Linked DNA regions of Drosophila melanogaster: region 1 is linked to region 2. The links are chromatin contacts, called in public Hi-C maps. All regions are on one chromosome and are shown on one strand. The core of a region is the stretch at or near the end of the contact, and the rest is flanking DNA. Distances in the headings are between cores, read along the strand shown.

Evidence for each region. A called contact is a pair of places that touch in the nucleus more often than the background predicts.
Region 1: a contact with region 2 is called in a Hi-C map of the Kc167 cell line, with 2.1 times the contacts expected there. The contact joins the promoter of CG33111 here to the promoter of H in region 2. A contact is called at or near these places in 3 of 107 Hi-C or Micro-C datasets (the Kc167 cell line, the S2 cell line and embryo).

What each region holds. Positions count from the first base shown.
Region 1 is chr3R:23,814,330-23,820,908 of dm6, reverse strand. It overlaps CG33111, which reads left to right and starts at 1,672. Exons shown (of 9, transcript NM_176548.4): 1 at 1,672-1,928; 2 at 2,298-2,682. CG34355 reads right to left here. Exons shown (of 15, transcript NM_001300559.2): 2 at 1-389. eIF4G2 (eukaryotic translation initiation factor 4G2) reads left to right here and starts at 1,672. Exons shown (of 7, transcript NM_001300560.1): 1 at 1,672-1,928; 2 at 2,298-2,682; 3 at 3,879-5,668; 4 at 5,803-5,940; 5 at 5,994-6,579. The coding sequence starts at 3,898.
Region 2 is chr3R:20,619,939-20,626,404 of dm6, reverse strand. H (Hairless) reads right to left here and starts at 4,467. Exons shown (of 6, transcript NM_169907.2): 1 at 3,907-4,467; 2 at 3,107-3,821; 3 at 2,861-3,034; 4 at 1,514-2,274; 5 at 1-1,363. The coding sequence starts at 3,909. It overlaps CG5466, which reads right to left. Exons shown (of 5, transcript NM_142644.2): 4 at 6,323-6,466; 5 at 5,136-6,243. The coding sequence ends at 6,050.

The sequences.
Region 1 (6,579 bases), core at 423-2,922, 3.2 Mb before region 2:
ATTTTAATTGATTGTGTTAAATAAACGGTAAAAAAGAAACGAAAAAGTTTTATTTTGGGCTATGCCCATTCTCGTTTTAACGGGTTTTCAGTTCGCGCACTATTTTTATTCGTTTCTACATGGATGCCAAAATTATATGAGTAATATAAGAGTTGATTTCGTAACCGGCTCAGGTGCAGTAGTCGCAGTCGGTTGCAATTTCAGTTTGGTGCATTCTCTTCTTGTTGTGCAGAATTTTTCAGCGCCAAAGTGGAGGAAAGTGATGCGGGAAAAAAGCGTTACGCGCGTCAGGGCGAATCAAGCTTCGGACTTAGTGTGACCGCAGCGGGAGTAAAGGAATTCGCTTTTGGTGTGGCTGCACTCGCGTCCCCGAAAGATACCATGCGGTGCTGAAAGAAATACCAAATTAAATCATTATGGGTTCAAAATATACCAAAAAGCAGAGGCTTTTTTTTTAAGGGGGATTCAATTAATAAGTATACTTTTAAATAAATTAATAAGATGTAAGACGATATTATCTTTGAAAAATGTATAAAATTTAAATAAAACTTTAAAAATCGTATCTTTTTGATCCAAATTTCGGAAAGTGTTGCAATTTCATTTTCGAATTGTATTGTCAAAACCTGCCGCTCAGGTAGCGCACTCAGCGACCGTTATATTCAAAATGTTTGTGCTGAGAGCAAAATTATTGAAAAAAAGTAAGAGCCTCGTCCATTTACTCATCTGTTGTCCTCACACTATCTTTAGTGCAACCGCAAAGGCCACAAAAACATGACAGTACGCACAGGAAAACAAGCATTGCAAATGACTTCACAACTGAAATGGAAAAAAAAAAATGCAAAATACGGACAGTCCGTATGCGGTTTCGTTGTGCCAAGTTAAAATATTTGCATTTGCGGTCTAGTCTTTTTGCATTTTCAACCACCAAATAATCCCTTCAGACTCTGTTTGTGGGCTCTATGTGTATATAATTTTTTTAGGCTGCAATAAGGCTCCGAGTTCATTCTTGCACTCGTTTTACTTTAAAGTTTTGGCCATAGTGTATACTGAGATAAGGAGTAATAAGTAGAGAAGGGTATAGCATTGGAAAAACGGATACTAGAGGGAGGTGAGGGCGCAGAGTAAAGGATTATGTGGGAAGTGGAGGGCGTTGCGCATCCGGCAAAACAGAAAGAGCAAAACTTTTACTACAAGCGCGTAAACACTGCAATTTCTGCACGAGGGGTAGTCTAAGAGCATTAAGGGGAGGCAATCCGGAAGTTGCGAATGGAATGGAAACAGGATTCTGCGCATATGCTGTCCTACGAATGCGTAAATTATGAATATATCATTCAAATTAAAATGTAAAGTTAGAATAAACAATAATAACAGCGAAATATGTGTGGAATTTATATGATATTCTGCGTCATGCACCACAATGCGCATTATATAATAATTGTTATTATAACACCTGCATAAGGCCTATTTTTCTATTTCGAAAGAATGATTATTCTTATGATGAAGAACGTTCAAAATATTACGCGCCAAGCTTGAATCCAAGTTCTCCACCCCGGTTTGAGGACGCACTAAAATGTATAATATTCCTGCGGGATATTTCTGGAACTTTCACAATCGATATTCGCTGCGTAGACATCGATGCTGCCGCCATCGAGTTATGTTCCATCCCTACGTGCAACGGTCACTCTTATTTCATCAAACGAAACGGACGTGTTTCTGCAGACTATTTACATTACAAAATTGTTTGTAACAGATAGTGAGCCGTGTATACATAACGAGGTGAAGCAGACGATGCACTAATGTAAAGGCGCAGTGCCAGAGCAACTTTTTGGCGTGTTCCCCGCGTGGAACTGCATTTTTTTTTGTTTCCTTCCTCAGTTTTGTGTGTGGAGTGCGAGCGAGAGAGCGTGCTAGCGAGCAGGAGCAGAACGGTAAGTACTGGCGGCCAGACAGAGACAGAGAGAGCGCAAAAAAAGAGCGAACGGCAAAAAGTCAAAACGGTAAAAAAACATAAACCAACGCCTCGCCTTTTCGGGGAAAAGTATTACCTGAAAATCTGAAAAAGGTTAAAAACCTACAAAAAGTCCCCTTGCCATTAGTGTCAAATTACGAATTGGCACTTGGCTGCCCATTTCTCATTCTCAATCCGGGGCTGAGGCTGCTCAGCTGGACAAGGAGAGGGAATAAATTCGTAGCAGGCGCTGCTTTGGTGTTCATATTCATCATATTGTAATTTTGATTCCTCGCAATTGCAAAATTTAAGCATACGTTTTAACTTCCTCTAACGCCTTTAATTACAGAACAAATTACCGTGAAATTTTAGCACTAGCCGTACGTTATTTTGTATATTTGTACGCATGTACGTGTACGTGCCCCTCGTCCGTCTGCACAAATGCAGATGTGCATGTGCATCACAGTGAATTGGAGTATTTTTATACATGGAATATCTGAGCTATTGTAGTATTCCGGATAGAGCCAACAACCACAAAGACGAGGAGTTTCCACGAGAAATAGGAAAAAGGAACGGAGGAGCAAATAAGCAGCAGCAGGAGGAGGCGTAGAGCTTGACCAGGTGTCAAGGGAAGCCGGATAGGCTTAAAGGCAGGTCTACCTTAGGAACTAAGAAATAGGATAAATCGAATACCCTTATAATCATCACATCTACCAATCGAAGCACAGGAAGCGGTAAGTTTCGAAATCTGACTTACAACTTACTCCCATTCTAGTATTTGCTTGCTTTTTCACGCAATTTACATTAATTGTTTGTTTATTAGTTTAATAACACACTACTACTACTATAACACACTGCCTCCAGTACGAATGCACTCCCAATAAGCGATCGCGATCCCATTTAGAGCAGCACCCACACACTCCAACTGGTTTTGTTTACAAACAAACATGAAACAAGTGAGCCTATCTGCCAGCCAGGTTTTCGTTTTCCTCGCCATGGAGTGAAAAGAGCCATGCACGTACTTCGTCTGCTGGAAAACTGGTTTTCTTCTGGCTTGAAGGTGCTTGGCCGCAAACTGCAGCGGAGTTGGTTTTTCTAGGCCAGCAGAGAGCTCCAAAGAGAACACCACAGTGAATATTGGCCAATGTTTGTCTTCATATTCTTATCAATCAGCATTGAACGCTTGCTTAGCAAAACAACAATGAAATTCCGTTTGGTAGTATTATAACTAAAAGAAATCATATCGTAAACAGTTTTAAGTGATCTAGTTCTTGCGGTCTCCACTGTGCCGATGGAAGTGCTGACGGAATGCCAAACTGGTTGTAGCCATAAAGACGACAGCAGCCCATAGCTCACCTCCTACGCTCGCTGGCAGCTGCTTCTTTGTGGCTGCCTTTGTTTTGTTCCGCTTTAAGGCCAGTACTGACTAATAGCGCCACTTGTTACCGTGTGTCACCTATGTACAAGTATTTAGGCTGCGCAAGTGACTAGTCCATTGATAAAACCGGCGCGATAAGGTGTCGAGCCATCTTCGAAAGCATTTTGGATGTATACACGCCCCGCGAGTGACATCATACACCACATTCCAATTAAAGAGCTCAATTGATTGAAATATTAAAGAATAAAGAAAAGGGTAAAAGAGGGAGTGCATTTGTAAAATAGCCCTTAGTCATAAGATGTAAACACATAATTTGCATGATCATTTTTGGTTGCTTTTGCACACGTTTGATTTAACTCTCATTCGCATGTACTCACGGCTTTGACTGAAAACCTAATACGCCAAGCATTTTCCACATCGCCAACTCCATTTTCACTTTCATTTCCATCTTACTAACATTACGATTTGTACATCTGTTTTGCTCTGGCCGCGGTTTTCCTAACTCTCCGTGTGTGCCTGTGCGTGTGACGGTGCGATTGTATGCGTGTGCAGATCCTTCGAAGGTCCTCCTATGTTCCCTCAACAGGGAGGGGGTGGGAAGGGAACCAGGCCACAGTCGACACATCAGCAGAACCACAACCATCAAGCCCAGCATCACCAGGCGACGCACTCGCACCACCATCACCTCCAGCAACAGCAGGAGCAGCAGCAGTCCCACGCAGTGTTCGTCCCGAACCACAGCGGCCTGCACCACCACCAGCAGCAGCACTTACTGCAACAGCAGCAGCAGCAACACCAACAACAAGCAGCCGTCGCCGCCGCTCATCTTCAGCAACACATCCAACAGCAACAACAGCAGCAGGTGCAAGCCCAGGCCCAGGCGCACCACCAGCCGGTCATCTTCTACAATACCCAGCCGTCCTACGCCGCGCATTCCGCGGCGGTTAACAACAGTGCCAACGGCGGCGGCGCTACCCTCCAACTGAGCGCCGCCGCCAGTTCCAACACGTTGGGACATCCTCTTACTGGTGGTCACCATGGTGGAGCAAATGGCGTGGCGCCGGGGTCAAACATGCCTCGTGCCCTGAGCAACCCAACTCTACCACCCCACTTTCAACAATCAGCTGGCCTGATCGCACCTGCCGGCGGAAATGCGGGTGGACCCTACATTTCCGCCACCTATATACCAATTAATCAGACCGGACCTCTGATGGGCATGCAGCCAGCTGTGACCTTTCCCACTAACGGAGCGGCTGGAGCTTCATTCTATGCGGCTGCGCCACCTCCTCCACAACAGAAACAGCTTCCTCCCACTGCTCAACAACAAGGTCCAGGCGGGGCACCGGGAGCTGCTCAAACGCCGACACTAGCTTACTACCAACTTGGGCCGAACGCTCAAAACTCTGCTGGAAACAACGTGGTTAGTGGTGCCAATACACATCGCGGCAATATGCGCGGAGGGCAAAGATCTACTCCCACCGCCCAACATACCAACTACTTTACCGCATATACCATGGCCCCAGGAAATGCCCAACGTCCCGCTCCGACAAATGTGGCTCCAATGATGAACTCGCGCAGCGGTGCACTGAACGGAGCTGCTGCTTTTCATCATCTGCCGCACAACTTTGGCATTCCCAGTTTGGCATTGGGACCGCCCGCCGGGATGACGACCCCTATTTTGGCTCCGGCTGGAATGCAGGCGCCGCCACCCCAACCACCAGGCGGGCTGCACACATTTGCTCCGCACTTGCAGAGCAACAGCGCCACCACCTTACCTAGTGTCCCAAGTGTGACTGGAGTTCCCGCGGTGGCCAGTGGTTTTTCAACCACCTCGCTTCCAACTCCGTCAGTAACAACAGCACCGCAACTGGGGGCCAACAGCGATAAGGTATGCAAGCGCAAATACGCCATTCCCATCATCCATCCTGACACCATGGAGAATGTGATGGATGGATGGAAAAGATCGGTTTTTATAAAAAAGGACTCAAACTCGACACTAACACAGCACACAGATCTGGACACAGCTCTGGATGACAATAGTACCTTGTGCCTGTACCAGGCGCCCACTCTGATGGACTCTGGCTCGGGGTCATCGTTATTGTCTGGCGCAATGGTAGATCAGCAGATGCAGACTGTGAAGCCGGCGAGTTCCCTTAAGCAGTCCGTTTCCTTGGAAAAGGTGCCAGAAGCGGTGTACTGCAAAGACGCTGTCGGTCAGGACGTACACCCATCGCCTCCACCCAAATCAACGGATAAAGATCAGATCAGCGTAATTGTAAAAGACATACTAGCCCACTCGGGCAACGCAGAAGACCATCTAAGCTTCTGGCAATATAGTGACGGTGAGTTCATAAAAACGTCCAAATTTTCTTTAGAATTGTATTTGTAAACGAAGGGAAGCATCTCAATATCGTTGAAATGTTGAATTGAAGTTAGCCGGGCTTCAAGTGTCAAAGTCTAATGATTCCTCTTGCAGTGGACAATGTCACGGAGACCCACAATAGCCTGCCGCTAGTACAGTCGGACTTGCCCGATACAACCGATACGTGCCAGCAGCCAGTGCTTTTCCAAGAGCAAGCCAAAAAGCAACGTCCCAAATTGGCCAACAAACAAAGTATGTTCCGTGACAATTAATCCATTAACGTCGACTAAATTGTTTGCTCACAGGTACAGCTACGCCAGCATCCATAGCGAATGACGTAGCTGAGGCAGCAGCCAGCGGTTGCCCAGGCGTCTCCATCCTGTCCAGAGGCCAGTCGATGGTAACACCAGCTGGCCCCTCGACACCCCCGCCACCTTCGCGTGTCGCCCAGCAGAAGTCGACCAAGTCGATAGTTACCACAGCTGTAGCTGCGTCGGTTAAGCCAACAACGGGTTCACCCAACAGGAAGTCGAGTATTCAAGCCGCCACCTCGACTACGACCAGTTCGGGTGCCTCTTCGTCGACAGCCTCAACACCGACCCACGCATCTAGTAAGCTTAAACAGCAGCCTGTTAACAATCTGCAGCATGGAAAGCAGATTCCAGGAAAAGTATCAACTCCAGCATTACCACCGACTGCTTCACGAATCTCGGCCGCTGTTACCCTGCTTGCCGGCACCGCGAACATAACAACCACTACCAACTCGTCCAAGAAACAACGGCAGGCCCAAAAACGGGCCAGGGAGCTGGAGAAGAAAAAACAGAAATCCTCGATAACAAGCACTACAAGCACTCAAGGGCAGAACAACAATGGCAAGGGCAATGGTAATGG
Region 2 (6,466 bases), core at 3,218-5,717:
GAGAGTGGTGGGTGGTCAGTGCAGCCGGGTGCGGATGCTGGTGCGGATGGGCCAAGTGCGGATGCGTGTGGGGACTGGGCGCCGGTTGTCCAAAGGCTGCCGCAGCTGCTGCAGCGGCAACAGCCGCTCCCACTCCGTTATACGCGAACGCGTGATAGGCCGATTGGGGCGATAATCTCGCAGCAGCAGCTGCAGCAGCGGCGGCCGCTGAGCCACCGGGTTGTGGATGTGGCGACAGCAGGGGCGACGCTCCTGTCTGATAGTGGTGCATCCACAGCGGATTGTGCCTCAACGCCGCCAGTGTGGATATGTACGGGTTGTATATCGAAGGCGAGGGAATGTATGCGGCTGCGGCCGCTGCTGCCGCCGCTACTGCAGCTGCACTGCTGTTCGACGTGGGCGGCGCCGAGGTCGGACTTCCGGCCGAGCCGTTCCCGTTCACCTGGGGCGGTGGCGGGTACATATAGTAGTGCAGCGGCGAGCTACGCTGTAGGTGCGGCTGCTGCTGCATGTGCCGCCGTTCCGGGGGCGATGCACTCCGGTCGCCGGGCGAGGGACAGCTACTGCTGCTGGCCGACGGTGAAGCGAACTCGCGTCGGATCGATGCAGTCTTTTTGGGCACAGTACGCGGCGTCGTGGCTGGCGATGCTGGGGAAGAGCGCGGTGGCGACAGGTCCTGCGATGCTGAGCCCGATGTGGAAGGACGACCTGCTCCCGCATAGGGATCCCTGTAGAAGGAGTGGCCATAGTCTACGGGTGATCCCGCCGAGTACGGTGGCGAACGCTTCTTGGTTCCTGTATGCGAGGGCGATTTTCCGCCCCCGCCATTGCTGCCACTCACATCGGGCGACTTTGGCGAGGTGAGCAGGGCGCGTGGATAGCTCGAGGAACTGGGTTGGTACATTGAGTGCTGTGGATGGTGCACATTGCTGATAATAGCTGCCGGGTGATCGCCGCACTTCTTGCCAGAGGAGGAGAAGGATGAGCTACCGCTGCCACTGCTCCCACCTAGCAGGGAGTGGATACTGTAAGAGCTGTTGAGCCGCGTTGGCTGCGTTGACAAGGTCGCTGGCGAAGTGCTGGATGAGCTGGAGCCGGGACTGGGGCTTGGCTTTCCTTGGGGTGGCGCCAAGTTCATTGGTGACGCCTTGCCAGCCGGAGACGATGTCGAAGTTCCCTTTGCTCGACTCCGTTTTCCTCCAGCACCACCGCTACTAGCTCCACCGCTGCCGTTGTTTACGCATCCGTTGTCCTCTAGCGACACCTTTTCGAACTCGCGCAGGATTCTTTTCCTGGGCGACACGTGCTGGGTGTGGTACTCGACTAGTCGTCCGGCTGCTGTCGCAGAAGAGGGTGGAGAAACCTAAAAGAAGATATTTAAGTGGTCAATTCAAAGTTTTTTCTTTATGAAAGTCCCTAACTAGATTTACAACTTTAACATAATAAAAATGTTGCAGTACATGATTAACATTTGAAACCGCAGCTTATGCAGGTTGTGCCAAGTAAAACTTACTTTGTGCGTCAAGGCGTGACTTAGACCGCCACCAATGCGATCTGAAGACGTCGTTGTCGATGCGATCACAGCTGATGTCTTCGACATTTGCTCAAGCCGTGCTGGTACGCTATCGATGAGTTTCTGAATGATGCTGCTGAGCTTGGCTTTTGGCTTCGGCTTGGATTTTGGTTTCCCAATGCTCGCCTTTAGATCGCCGTTTAGATCACCATTTACGGCATTCGTGATTCTGGGCAGCTCTGTCATGGGTTCCTCATCCTCGCTCGTATTCATCTTCATCTCAACATCAACAGTCTCATCTTTTGGTTGTGGTTCCACTTGCTGACCGGGCGATGCTTCTTTTGACTCGCTATCATCGCTAACCGCCTTCTTCGGCTCCTTTTCGAGCCGTTCAGCATCATCCTCGCCTTTGATCGTGTCCGGTTTTTCAATTTTAATCTCATTTGTGGTTGTGTCCGCCACAGCAACATTTTCAATTTCAACGGCCTCTGCAGCTTCTGCTTTAAGAGTATCGTCTCCATTTTCCGCCTTGATTGCCGTCGCAAAAATGGGCTGCTGATCCTCGCTGGTGGTAAGCGGCTCGTGGGGGCGCCGTCGTTTGCGAGCGGCTGTCCGGAGAGCAGCTCGGCCAAGCGTACTGTTCCTGGGGCGGTGGAAGAAGAGCGACAGCTCCTTAGATATGCCGCGCCTGGGTCGGGACTGTTTCCAGGGCTGGTCTCGCTGCCAAGGAGAGGATTGTATCGAGCTGTTGTCGTCCGAAACTGCAATGAAGAGGAATATTAACGCAAGGTATACATAGACAAATTGTAGTAGTTAATTATAGTTTGGCATAAATAAATATTTGCTTTTGTTTGATTCAGATTGTTAACAATTTATGAAATAGGATTTAAATGTATACAAGGATGGGAGGACATTATATTTTATAGGATCGAATTGGAAAACTGTCATACAAAGAACATGACCGATTCTGAACAGTTTGGTTTTTTCTTACTATTTCATTAAAACGTTTGACATTTTCGTAGATTTTAAATATAATATTAGAGATGGCCGATATATACAGTTTTAAAATAGATCAGAGATTTGAACATAGGTGCGGTCGTTTTTTACAGATTTTTTGTTTTCGAAATTGGACTTTATCCTCTACGTGCCATTAGAACAATTTAAGTCAAATAGGCACATGTTTTTTATAACTGCAAGTGTTTGTAAGCTTTGACCGCTCGGATTAAGCTAGCTATCTACACATGTTTCAAAATCCAATTCCTTTTACTCAAATCTGATTCCAATCGGGTCAAGTAATTAAATGGAAGGGGTAATCCGTTGGGAACTACTATGCCATGTGTTACGTACAGCTCAGCGATGTGGAATTCTCGTTCTTTGGATACGCTGTGGTCACCGCCGACGTTGGGGTCACAGTTGCGGAGGTGGCCGCCGATGGAGGGCGGAAGGTCTTGCGCGTGACCGAAACCCAGCCGCTTTTATCGCCATCCTTGGACCGCGCCAGTTCCAATATGAATTTGCCATCTACGCAGAATAGTTAAAAAATGGTTTTCTTTACACTGCTCTGATTCGGTATAAATAAACCAAGATACTTACCTTTAAAGAACTGCAAACGACCACCGTAGCCGCCCCAGCTGTTGTTGCCGTGCGTCGATATTGGTGTCCTGCCCATATCAAAGCTTCCGCCGGAGTTGCTTCCCTTGCCGATCTTCGCTGTTCCCGCTGCCGCCGCTACTACTGCAGTGGTGGGCAGTGAGCCTGTTGCAGCTCCGCCCAAGGAACTGTAGTCCAGGACGCCCCCCAGGACATCGATGGTGGGCTTGGACGCAGTAGCTCCAACGACGCTGGCTGCCACTGCGGCGGACGCAGCCATAATGCTACTACTTTTGGGCGTCTTGGCATGCGGCAAAAAGCCATTTGAGGCGGTGGAGCTGGAGGATGAGGGCGTTGTCGTTGTCGTGGGCGTGGTCGTCCTGCTTAAGTTGGCGGGCAGAGGCGGTGGCAGAGGGGGGTAGCTGGTGCTGCTACTGCCGTTTAGGCCATTTTTCAGTAGAAACTTGGCGGCCGCCTCTGCAATTATGCTACTAGTATTGTTGTTGCTGTGGCTGCTCTCGTTGCTGGTGTTGTTGTTTTTGCTGTTGCTGCTACTTGCTGCGTCGTCGTTGCTGTTGTTGTCGTTATTGCTGCTGCTGCCGTTGTTGTTGTTGTTGCTGGAGTGACTGCTGTTACTGTTAATGTTACTTTTATGCTCATCGGTCATTGTTGTCTGTCTGTTGCACTCTGCTACGCTTGTGACGTCATTAAGCAGGGCCTTCAAAGAGAAACATTCGTTTGCATTGGGCAAGTTAGGCACAATTTCGCATTTCCAAACCGCATTATATGGACAATTTAAATACCATTTAATTCATTGTTTTTGTTGTAAATTCCTCGCGCAAAGTTCGCGGCCGGGAAAAACGGAGCCGACGGCGTCGCTAAGCAAAATATGCCAGCTCGGCACGGCGTTAGGAGCGTCTAGCACCATTTTCATGTTTTGGGGCACGGTACCGTTCCCTATTTTTATTGCACACACATATTCTTATTGCATTTTGGCCATTGGCCCATTCCACTGTACGTTATTTAACCAATTTCACAGGCACACACGGCGGGCCGTTCTGCTTATATGTGTTTCTTACAGGCCCAAATGTTAAGCGGAGGCAGCGCACAAAGAGAGCACAAAACGAAGTGCGGACAAGGTGGAGATAAAATGGAAAAAACGTTCTCCAATTACCGTCAGCGTATATATCGATTGCCGAATAGTGTGTGAAAGCGGAGGTCGGTGGACCGGACCGATAATTCCGTGGTCAGCGGGCAGTTGGGGGCAGCTCTATTTCCAACCAATAAACTAATAAATAAATTTAAAAATTATCAACGAAAAACGCAGCTCGGTGCGCTGTGTGACCGTCAACTAAGAACGTCAAAATCCACGGCGCCAGTCAGCATGCTAGCAAATATCATGTTTCCACTGGCCAATGTTATAGTGCTGCATTCGCTGCACGTTCACATTAATGTTATCTCAATGTAAGCTTACACACAGGTCGCTGCAAAAAGCTAGTGCAAGGAACTCCCAAAATAAAATGCTTAATAATAAAAAGAATTGTGTTCTTTGAACTACATCTATTTGGTAAAAATCCTAAATCCTATATTTTTACAATTCAAGTCAAATAAGATTACGAATTCTGGCAATTAGCGATAGTTATCAATGCTTAAAAGCACAATCTTTAGCGAACGATTTTTAAAATAGTAACGGTTTTAAATATGAAATAAAATAAACAACTAAAATCACAATCGGGACAGTTTATAAAACGTAATAAATGGTCGCTTTTTATAGCAATTGTTCAACTCAACTTTAATTTCAGGATTGAAATTGGAAAACTTTGCAACCGAAAACATGCTTTTAAAAATGTTTGATTAAAACAATGTTGTATTTTCACTAATTTATGCTGTTTCCAAAATATATTAATTAAATTTCTAGCACCTGAGATTATTAATTTGGAATACCTGTAGGGTTTTAAAGATTTTCAAGGCGAAAGTTTAAGGATATGACTTAAAGCAGTTAATAATGTTACATTGAAAAGTTCTTCTTTGTCGTAGAATAAAATATTTATTTATTATTAAGTCCAGAAGTTAAACATTAAGCGATAATATGGTATGTTACGATAAATTCCCACACATCAGCTAGGTAAATACTTATGGTTGCAGGTGTCTTTTTATTGCGTATAATACTGTTTGCTCGTTTATCGAATTTCTGGTAATGGTGAGCTCGGGCGGGTTAAAATATATATTTAAATAGCCCTTGCATGCGGAGTACAACCCTTCTTCAGCTTCTTAAATTTAAACACAACTCGTAATGTCGCTTTCGCCACCGCGGCCATCCGCCAATTGTTATTCAGATACTCTGAAGTCCTAATGCAAAATATAATGTAAGTCTTACGCGTCTATCATGTCCGATTATCAGTAGGTTAGTTTAAGTATAGGCTACATTCGAGTTGCTTTTGATATGGGCGAAAAGTCGTCGATTGCACGAGAACGGCTAAGAATATATGCTTAGTAGATATTGCACAAAGTAAAAAGTAAGACATTACAACAGAGGGCACACAACGTAATAAATTAAATTTAGTTTTGTCTTCCGTTTGCCAACATAATTCAAATATCACAGACGTTTTGCCAATTGTTTAACTAATTTGCCGATTTGCTTCATAATTTTGCATGCCAAACTGGAAAACAAAGAGTGATGGGAATCAAATTCAAGCCGCGGGATTCGATACATATGTATGCCTAAAGGTCAGTCAAATGTGGAAAATGTGAAATCAAGTCTTGTGTTGAACATGGCACGTAATTGCTAAAAGGAAAACTGGAGCCACGCCTACGAGGGTAAATTGCTATGCCTATCATCTATGCTTTTCTCTGCGTGTAAGTACTAAGTGTTCTCTAACTGCTGGAAGAATGTGAGTGGATAAATCCGGAGCTATTGCATGCTACCCGATGAGCTCCAGCCCGCATCTAGTGCATGTTGCCCGATGGCAGACCCAAGGCGGCGCCCAGGTTAAGTCCTGCAGGGACACCCACTCCTACTCCCGCGCTCACTCCTGATCCCACGTTGCCCTCGCTCTCACTTTTCCAGGACGACACGGGTATGTGAGGAGCTGGGAGGCAGTTGCGCAGCGTCTGCACGATCTGAATGGTGTCCATGAGGGCTGTCGGGGAAGAGAACGAGCAAGCAGGAGGCGGTCAGCATCGCAGATAGCGAAACCGGTTCCCAGCCAAGGTACTCACTTTTCTGCAGACTCTCACTCTGCTTGCCGTAGGGCTTGCACATCGAGGGACGTATGTAGGTTTTCATCCGCGACATGTTTCGCATCAGCTCCGCAAAGATGCGCACTATCTTGTCCTGACCCACGGCCAAGTGATCCATTCGAT